Linked DNA regions of Mus musculus: region 2 is linked to region 1. Evidence: chromatin contacts called from public promoter capture Hi-C data. All regions are on one chromosome and are shown on one strand. The core of a region is the stretch at or near the end of the contact, and the rest is flanking DNA. Distances in the headings are between cores, read along the strand shown. Region 1 overlaps Synpo2 (synaptopodin 2). Region 2 overlaps Sec24d (Sec24 related gene family, member D (S. cerevisiae)).

The links. Capture Hi-C pulls out chosen DNA fragments and counts their contacts.
Region 2: a contact with region 1 is called in a promoter capture Hi-C map of adipose tissue. The contact joins two enhancer-like sites. A contact is called at or near these places in 3 of 9 other capture datasets (adipose tissue, liver and pancreatic islet).

Annotation. Positions count from the first base shown.
Region 1 is chr3:123,126,048-123,130,934 of GRCm38.p6, reverse strand. All of the region lies in intron 1 of Synpo2 (synaptopodin 2), which reads left to right. Among named protein-coding and RNA genes, the nearest start is that of Myoz2, 94 kb to the right of the region's middle. Within about 2 kb of position 1,959, at least 25 of the 459 cell types and tissues checked have an H3K27ac peak or open chromatin away from gene starts, as enhancers often do. A contact at or near this core is called in adipose tissue, where this site is marked.
Region 2 is chr3:123,333,168-123,338,054 of GRCm38.p6, reverse strand. It overlaps Sec24d (Sec24 related gene family, member D (S. cerevisiae)), which reads right to left. Exons shown (of 23, transcript NM_027135.2): 11 at 1,445-1,569. Among named protein-coding and RNA genes, the nearest start is that of Mettl14, 50 kb to the left of the region's middle. Within about 2 kb of position 2,399, at least 75 of the 459 cell types and tissues checked have an H3K27ac peak or open chromatin away from gene starts, as enhancers often do. A contact at or near this core is called in adipose tissue, where this site is marked.

The sequences.
Region 1 (4,887 bases), core at 710-3,209:
CGCAGCATCTGCGAGCAAGGAACGCTGAGTTAGGGAGAATGTTTGAGATGCATAAGAAACGGACGTCTTGTTTCAGATGAAATTGGACCACTTAATACCTGGAAATGAGGCTAACTAGGCTCTGAAGTGACCGAGGAAGGCAAAATGGGTTCTGCTCAACATCTTTTGACTATGACAGAAGGTAGTGAGAGGAAAAAAAATATTTAAATCACACCATTAGTAGTTTCCTAACCACCTTATGAAACAGGCTGGTTTCTTCTCATTGATCCAGAATCTAGCCTTCTCTACCCTGCCCAGGACAGCCCGGTGACTGCAGCTCGTGACCTCAAAGGACAGCCACCTGCCTATTGTGCTCATCAGTGGCTGCAACACCAAAGCTGCCTCTGCTCCACACCTGTCAGCAACCCGGCACATCCAAAACCCTGCCGTCCCAGGGGCTAGGATGGTGACAGCGTTCACGCTCCCAGCTCTACCTTTCCATGTCCCTTGTTTGTCCCTTGATGTCCTGTCCACACCTCTGTTAATACTGTTAATGGGCATCTTTTGTTTTCCATGTGACTCATCTTGTGAATGCAAATTTTAGCTGTGGGCTGGAGAGATGGCTTGGAAGATAGAGAAACTTACTTCTCTATCAAAGAATCAGATCTGGGATTCTACTTCTGCTATCAGGTGGCTCACAAATTCCTAGGACTCCAGCTCAAAGGGCTTGATACTTCCTCCTGGTCTCTGTGGGCTCCACCACATACATGTGTGCACTCACACACATGCACACACGGAACTAGACATAATTTGTTCCGGTTTGGTTTGGTTTGGTCTTTGATAAGGTAAATTTGCATTTGTATGTATAGTTGTTTTCCATTTTGCGCTGGCACAAGTATAATCCAATGGTCCGTGGGCTTTCTGTGTGGATGGAAGTTGTACACAACAGCTTTGAAGTTTCGCTCTTTGTGTTCATGATCTGCTTATGCTCAAAATCAGAGCTTTAATGTTTCCAGTTGGAAGCTGGACCTGAGCAGCAGGCCAGCTTACATGGTGTGCCAATGCTCACCCACGGAGTCTTGGAAAGTCACAAAATAATGGTCATATATTCATCTTCTAGACCTTTGAAAAGTAGAACCAATTGGGTAAAATGATAATATAGTTTCATTAAAAAAGTAATTTATTAAAAAGCACAGATAGAGAGCTCCCAACATGTTTCTTTAAAGTGTTTTATGGAAAATCAACAGTTTATTACATCAAATAGTAAATCCACGAATCACAAAAGAAAGCTCACTAAAAATGCAGAGTTCCTAAGGAAGATAGCAGAATAGATCCGGTCTTCTGCCTGTTGAGAGACCCCCTCCCCTACTGCCCCAGAAGATGTAGAGTTCATTAAAGGTTATAAGTCTGGGGGCTTGTTAGCAGCAGAGGCTGGCTCTGGACTTGTCACAAGCTGCATCCAGCATGCTGGTGTGCGACCATCATCTTGCATAGCCAATGTGGGCTTTTCCCCAGTCAACTTGTAAAATGGCTGTCATCTCCCTTATACAGCAACTGTTTTGAGCGTTCTTCTAGGCACTGTAGTACAAATAGTATGATTAGCTAATTAACCAAATGAAGTAACATAAACAAAGTCTTGTGCTCCAACGGCCTTTCCCTTATAAATTCCTCACAGATTCGAGACTGGCTGATAAGAGAAGCCAAAGGTTCTTGTCTGCCTTTATAACACTCTCCTTGACTGCCCAGGATCCTTTAGGCAAGATGACGACGTTCACACAGGCTTTCCTTGATCAGGAGTAAACAGGAGACCTTGTAGCCAGCCACAACAAGGAACATGGCTGGTTTCACCCTTCATCGCCAGCGCAGCCTCGCGAGCACAGAGGTCAGCTGGCAGGTTCTTGGATTCCCTTCTTGAAGTGCCTGCTTTGAAAGTCTCTCTCACCACCCAGCCTTGCTCACTTGGACCTGCCAAGACAGGCAGGCATGCCAAACCCATTGGCAACTGTGATGGAGCCTTTGACCCAACGGTGCACTCCGTTTCTGTGTGTGTGTTCATTTCCACAAATTGCAGCCAGATTTTACAGAGTGGGTGTTTTTAGGTTTTACCGACTATCTCGTGACTTTTCTTCTCATTGAGCCAGACAGAGGTGTAAATAGAGCCACTGCCAGGCACAGCTGGAGTTTTGTTTTGTGCTGGTCGGATGTCTTTCCAGAGGGAACTCACTTACTTTTTCTGGCTGGTGTTCAGTAGAGCCACTTCCTTTCCATGAATACACTGGGACCCTATAGGTCTTGTAATGCTTTAGTAATAAATGCCATGTGTACCCGAAAAGACAATGGAGAATAAATAGAAAGTCGTATGTTTGAGAATGCCAGAGCCCTGGGCCAGAAGGTCAGACTTTTGTATTCCGTTTAATTATCCCATTTGTCATCTGTTCAGGGCATATTTGTTGCAGACATGTTTTATCCAAGGCCTCCTTCAGGCTGAAGAAGATGTGATGGTCTTTGAGGTGCATTTTCACTATCTTTAGATAGCGAATCGCCATCTTTAGAAAACGGAATGGGAACTTTTTCCAAAGCAAACTTGACATTGTAGGACAGTGGAGATCTCCCCTTCCCTCCTTTGTACAAAAGGCTCTGATGCCCTAGGTCGCCAGAGTGACCTCTGAGACAAATTTATGGTTGGCCTTACGCCTGCTCTCTCAGCACACGTGCTTGGCAAGTGCTCCAAACTCGCTTCCAGCCCCAGCACACAGTTCTTCAGACAACCAGTCTGTGCTGGCTTCTTTCTTCAACTTTGCTCCCCACTGTCATCCTTGCTCTTAGATTGCCTTTGATCCATCTCCTCTCTAACACAGGTACCCAAGAGGCCAAGTGTGCTTAGCATCACAGATCTTTAACTTCTGATAAGATATGAGATGCTTTAGACAAGAGCAATTTTGATAATACTCAGACATTATCTTTTCTTTTTTCTGATCATATCTGAACAGTTATGGTGTAAGAGCAAGTATAAACAAACCTACTTGCACTTTGTCATTCAAGCAACGGTGAATGACATTCCCAGGTGTCAATCTCCTCCTCGATGGCAAGCATTTAGCTGTTTGCATTTCATTATGAGCACACATCTTCTTAGCATTTTGTGTGGCAAGACGAGAAGTGTAGGCAAAGCATGTGGCCTGGATTCTGATATTTGCATATAGATTTGCATGAATTTGCATATCTGTTTGGCAAATAATTGAAAAATCATGGCGGTCTATATTTGAGTATTTTGTAGACATTTTCTAGGAAACAGGGAAACCAAGCTCATCACCAAGAAAAACAATTGATATTTGATCTTTCAAGGGAAAAATAGGCTTCTGAGACGTCTCATAAGCTATTGTGAATTTGCCTGCTTCCTCTCCACGAACAACTTATCCTTGATGATCTTAGCAAGAGTTGTTGTCTTGTTCTTATACAAGGAAATGTATTAGTAGTTATATTATTAATTATACTATTAATAAAATATGTAATTCCCAGGATTCCAAAATCACACCTGAAAAAAAAATACCCATCAAGATGTGAAACGTGTCCTCCTCTTCCATTTTCATTCTTTATTATGAGACATGTCTCACACTGTAGCCCAGGCTGGCCCTGTACTGACTGTGTGGCCCAGCTCACCTAGAGCTCAGGGCAGTTCTCTAGTCCTGGGATTCTAGATGTGAGCCTATGTGCCCAGATGGGCCAATGGCTTTTTAGTTCAACAGAATATAAAGAAAGTTCATCCAGAGACTGAAGGAAAGGCCATCCAGAGACTGCCCCACCTGGGGATCCATCCCACATGCAGACACCAAACCCACACACTATTGCTGATGCCAAGAAGCGCTTGCAGACAGGAGCCTGATACAGCTGTCTCCTGTGAGGCTCTGCCAGAGCCTGACTAATACAGATGCAGATAGACTGAGCACAAGGACCCCAGTGGAGGAGTTAGGGGAAGGCCTGAAGGAGCTGAAGGGGCCTTATCTGGCATCAATGGGAGGGGAGACCCTTGGTCCTGTGAAGGCTTGATACCCCAGTGTAGAAGAATGCTAGGGCGGTGAGGCAGGAGTGGGTAGATGGATCGGGGAGCACCCTCATTGAAGCAGGAGGGTAAGGGGAGGGATGGAGAGGGGAAATCGGGAAAGGGGGTAACATTTGAAATGTAAATAAATAAAATATTCAATTTTTTAAAAAAAGAAAGAAAGCTCATCAGAGCAGTGTCAGATTCCACATTGCAACATTCGAAACTAGGATTTATTGAGTTTAATTTGATATGAAAGAAAACTATCCGAAACTATTTTATGTCTATTAAAGTATTCCCCAGAGCTCCCAGGGACTAAACCACCAATCAAAGAGTACACATGGTGGGATCCATGACTCCAGCTGCATATGTAGCAGAGGATGGCCTAGTCAGTCATAAGTGGGAGGAGAGGCCCTTGGTCCTGTGAAGGTTCTATGCCCCAGTGTAGGGGAATGCCAGGGCCAGGAAGCAGGAATGGGTGGGTTGAGGAGCAGGGATGGGGGAGGGGGAGGGGGAGGGGATGGGACTTTTCAGAGGGGAAATCAGGAAAGGGGATAACATTTAAAATATAAATAAATAAAATATCTAATTTTTTAAAGGTGGCTTACCTATAGGTTCTTCAAAAAACTATTTTTATTTTTTTTTAATTTATCTTTTTGAGAATTTCAAATGTGAGTATTAAATTTACATCATTTTCTCTCTTTCCCTCTAAATTCATGGACTTTTGTTCTTTAATTGTTAACACGCAAGCACACACATATAAGTCTGTTTCATATTGCTTGTGTGTGTGTGTGTGTGTGTGTGTGTGTGTGTGTGTGTGTGTGTGTATGTATGTATGTATGTATGTATGTAGGGCCAGCTACTCAGTATTA
Region 2 (4,887 bases), core at 1,150-3,649, 210 kb before region 1:
CTTAAAGCAGCCCATGGGAGAGTCCCACGAAGAAGCACATACTATCTAACAGGAAAATCCATCCTTCTCGAGTCACTCTGAAAACATGAGACACAGCAGTTCTGAGGCATGGGGGCCTCTGCTCACCACCTGCAGCTGGTCCCAGCTCGCTTTTCACCTCAGGCCAGTCTGAAGTCACCTCAGTGTTTTTCAAACATCCTCCCCGTGTTACAAACCATCTCAACAATATTATGAGTTCATCTTAACAGACACAAACAAAACCACTCCGGGGTGGTCCAGAGCCCACATGTCCAAGTTTCTCATAGACAAAGCATCAATTCTGGTGGAAAGACTACAGAGGGGTAGGCATTCAGAGGCCAAGAAGCGCCATGGGTAAAGAATGCCTCCTTACCTAAACACCCCTGTCCAGACCAGATGTTGCTCCCCATGGCTCAGCACCATGGGGAGAAGGTGTGGGGTGCACAGCAGGTCCTGGCCTCCCCATCCTCTCTTCAGGGCCTACTCCCCTGTCTCTATGCTAGGTGTTAGCTCCAGCCCCAAACAGCTAGCTTGTACACAGAGACAACAAAAACCTAGCCATGATATCAGTTTTAGTAGGAGAGACCATAGAGAAAAATGAAAGGATGCTATTAGCTACTTCCTGTAATTTTTCAAACCTCTCTTTTATTTATATTTTTTAAAAAAATGTGCAACCCCTCACTCACCTTTCGAAGCAAATCTGTTTTCTTTTTTTCTGTCAAATGTAATGTCAGCTATGCACGCATACAATTAGATTTTTACGGTTAAAATTGCTATCAGTTTTATTTCCCCTTTCCATCCTGAAGCAGGCTACAGGCCAGCCAGCTTTTTAAAAGCAGCTCAGCAGTGAAGGGACCACAGCAGGGTGTGGCCGCCTGCTCAGCTACAGGTGAATGGGGAACCTCTGAAATGACAGAGACAGGGGCTTCCTTCACACTGCTAAGCCAGGACACACAAGCAGCAGTGTGGAGCTTGGTCGCATCACAAGAGCAGAGGGGAATTTGGCTAAAAAGATTCCATTCTCTCCTATGACAACTGCTCAGTTTTCTGGGACCCTTGGACTCCACCACTATCAGCAACTGCCAGCTTTTGTGGAACAGGCTTCCAAACTTCTCCCCTACACACACACACACACACACACACACACACACACACACACACACATACACACAGTTGGGATTCTCCTGTAATTTATAAAGTATCTTTGAGATGTTTCATTTATCTACCATTGTTTTTTTTTTCTTTCTCCTATTTTCTTTTCTTTCTATAAACATCCACTCTGACATTTTAAATACCCCCAAAGAATGGTGTAGTTTGATTTATAACTGACTATAATGTTCTCATTAGCAAACGATATTAATCAGCCAGTCTGCTCAGCTCAGTGACACGGTGTAATTCACAGGAGGCCAGCAGCAAGCATCCTTACTTGGGTAGCCGCTTCAGCGCGGTCTTCAGCTCTTCACATATGAGCTTGACGAGGCCATTCTTTATGTTACTATATGAGACATCAATCATGAAGATGAAGGCTGGTGGGCTGGGAGGTTTATTCTTCTGCAGGGAAGCAAGCACATCACAGAAGTCGATACAAGGCAAGCATACCTCATAATCAAACATAAACAAATGCTAGAAGACTATCAGATGCTTCATTCAATACCTAGGCTATAACATCTGTGGATCAAATAACTTTCTAGGAACCCCAATACCCCACCACTATAAAAAGATTTTTTTTAAAAATAGCCTGTTTATTTTCCACGTTATGACATGAACTTTCTATTATATTTAACAGAAATGGTTTGCTTTTTTATCTCCAGAGACTCTCCTCCCATGACTGCTGAAGGGAAGTCAAGTATTGAGCCAGCCCTGCATGTAGCACACTCCCTTACAGAGGGAATGCATTTGGGCCCCTGAGAAGGAATGCTACAAAGGAGTATACATTTCTTTTGGAAGCTGTAACCAAGCTCTATTAATGGGAATATCATGATTTTCAGATATATTCTCTTATGAGTTCCTTTGGATATATATATATATATATATATATATAAAAGAAACATATATATGTATGATTTGTTTCTTTTTAAGGCAAGGTCTTGCTGTGTAGCCCAGGCTGGCTTCAAACACACAGTCAATCCTCTCATCTAAGGGATTACAGGAATACAACCTGTAATAACCATGCTCAACTACAGATATGGGAATATCTATTATGATTTAACTGCATACCTTAAAAATGTACATTATAAAATACTTCCAAAACCTACTTCACATCTGTGGTAAAGAAAAATGCCCCCTTTCCCTGTGTCCTTGCAACACTCACTGTAACATCAAGCAGCTGTCAGGACAGTGCGCACTCACTATTAATCTGGCTGGTGGCCAAACAGCTCATAAGGAAACAATCCTTCAACTGGGATTTATAAAGTGTTTAGAAAAGAAAGCCACAGGCAAATATGATCAGTGACCTCCACTAGCGAGTAAAGACCCAAGACCAACAGTGTTTCCTCTGATAATAAAGCATAAAAATGTTCTAAAATTAAAACGTAGTTCAACTCCTATATAGCTAGATGGTGAGAATTATAAATGCTCTCTGATTGAGTCTTTATCTCCTATAAGGTTAGACATAATATGGTTCTAGTAAAATACTCCATTTCAAATAAGAACTCATAAGATTTAAAAAGCAATCTGAAAATGTCACTTTTCCGATCCAAAATCAGAACAGCCAAGGAATGGGAGAGCTTGGATAACTTCCAAGTCTCATCTCCTCCACTCCATGATATGGATTCCAGCAGTGAAACTGGCAACTGTTATCATTAGTTAACGCAACACCTCTTTATGGCAATCCCAATGGTGGTTTATTATTCTTGTATTCTCCTGGACACTCACTGTGAGTCATTCTTCGTAACTCTAGCCAGCTTTTCTCCTTAGGAATCCTTCAGTCACTAAGGCTTGTTTTCAGCATGCGTAAAGTTAACCTCTACTTCCTCCTAACCACATGGCCTTCCGGTTTCTATCAGTGACGGCAAACAACATGACAGACCTGACGCAGAATTTGGTGGTTAGGGTCCCCTCAGCCATTTGTTTTTCTTTTAAGAATGGTTCTTCTGGCTGCTGGGTGTGGACCCAGGAACCCTCTTCCCTCAGACCTTCTCTGCTTTCCCTTGTAGCCACCTCCATTCCCTTTGTGTCAGCCACCAACCTGCAGGAACACTTTCTGCCAGACCCTCCCCCCCCACCCCCGGCCCCCGGCCGCCATGCTGGGCTGAGACACAGGTAGGCGATTTTTCAGTATCTTTCTTGTCTTCCATTCTAGTCCTCTGAACTTAACTCTTAGACCTGCTACAGCTCCTATCCAACCTCCACTCCCTGAGAATTCTTCCTCTGGGTGCAGAACCGGGGTCTCCCAGCTCCTTTCCTACTCCCCATCTCTGCCTGTCTTCCTAGAGCATCTCCATTCCTGTGTCACATGCGGACCATCAGAAAAGTTCTCTACCAGGAACCGCACATCTGCCACGCCTGCCTAGTATCCAGAGTGAGAGACAGCAACCAATGAACCTAACAAAAGCAAGACCAGACATCTACACCAAGAAACAACTCAAACATCATAATGCCAGATGCCTGGATCCTGGCACAAAAACTCAAACATGAACAGCCAAGTTAATATGGCTCCTCTGGAAGTCAGCAACTCTACTGCAATAGACCTTGGGAAAAGGAGTCAGCTGAGGTGTACAAGAAGGCCTTCAAAGTGGCAGCTATGAACACTCTCAAGAACCTTAAAGATGATATGAATAAATGCCTTCATGGACACCAAAAAAGACAAAGAGCTGAATGAAAAATGAAAACATCTCAGGATATGAAAGTAGAATTTGAACTTGGAGGTCAAACGACCCTTTCACATGGCTCACCTAAGACCATCCTGCTTATCAGATATTTACACAGCAATTCATAACAGTAGTGAAATTACAATTATGGAGTAGCAACAAAAATAATTTTATGGTTGGGGGTTACCACAACCTGGGGAACTGTATTAAAGGGTCACAGTGTTAGGAAGGCTGAGAACCACTGCACTAAAGCAAACCCAAACTGAAACAATAATGGGAGGAGAGACCCAAGAAAATGATATGGACTAACATACAGGATTTCAAAACAAAACAAAACAAAACAAAAATCCTCAGCATCAAGGAAGATATCACCTCAGGGGAAAAAGGATGCAAAAACATATTCCAAGCGAATGGCTCCAAACAGCTAGCAAGTGCGGCTGTTTTAACATCTGACAAAACTGACTTCAAACCAAATCCAATCAGAACAGGCAGGAAAGGACACTACACACTCATTAAAGAGAACAGGTAAATATCCAAGAGGATAATACACTTTTAGATATTCATGCCTAACAGTATATGAGGTGCGTGCGTGCGTGCATGTGTGTGTGTGTGTGTGTGTGTGTGTGTGTGTGTGCGCGTGTGTGAGCATGGCAGTAGGAACCAATGGGAACCACCGCCTCCTCTCTTTTCAGTATCGCCAATATTAAAGTAACTTAAGCTCTTCCACAGCCTGTCAGTCAAGACTTCCCATACGCTCCTTTCCAATGTGTATAAAAACTAAAAGCTCACAGACACAATGCTAACCCCAGGACCAATCAAACGGACAGAACTGTCTCAAAATACTTCCTCAGTTTAATTCTCATTCCCCAAAATACATCCTCTCAATTTAAATGGCTGCCACTTCCAAAACACTTCCTGTACAGAGTCACGGCCCCTGGACCTGAGCCAGGACTGACGGTGGTGGTAAACGTTTTATTTGACATAGTGTTTGTAAAAGACTTGACTTCACAGGAGGTCATGTCAGTCAGTCCTCAGGCCCTGAGAAGTGCTGAGTCATCTG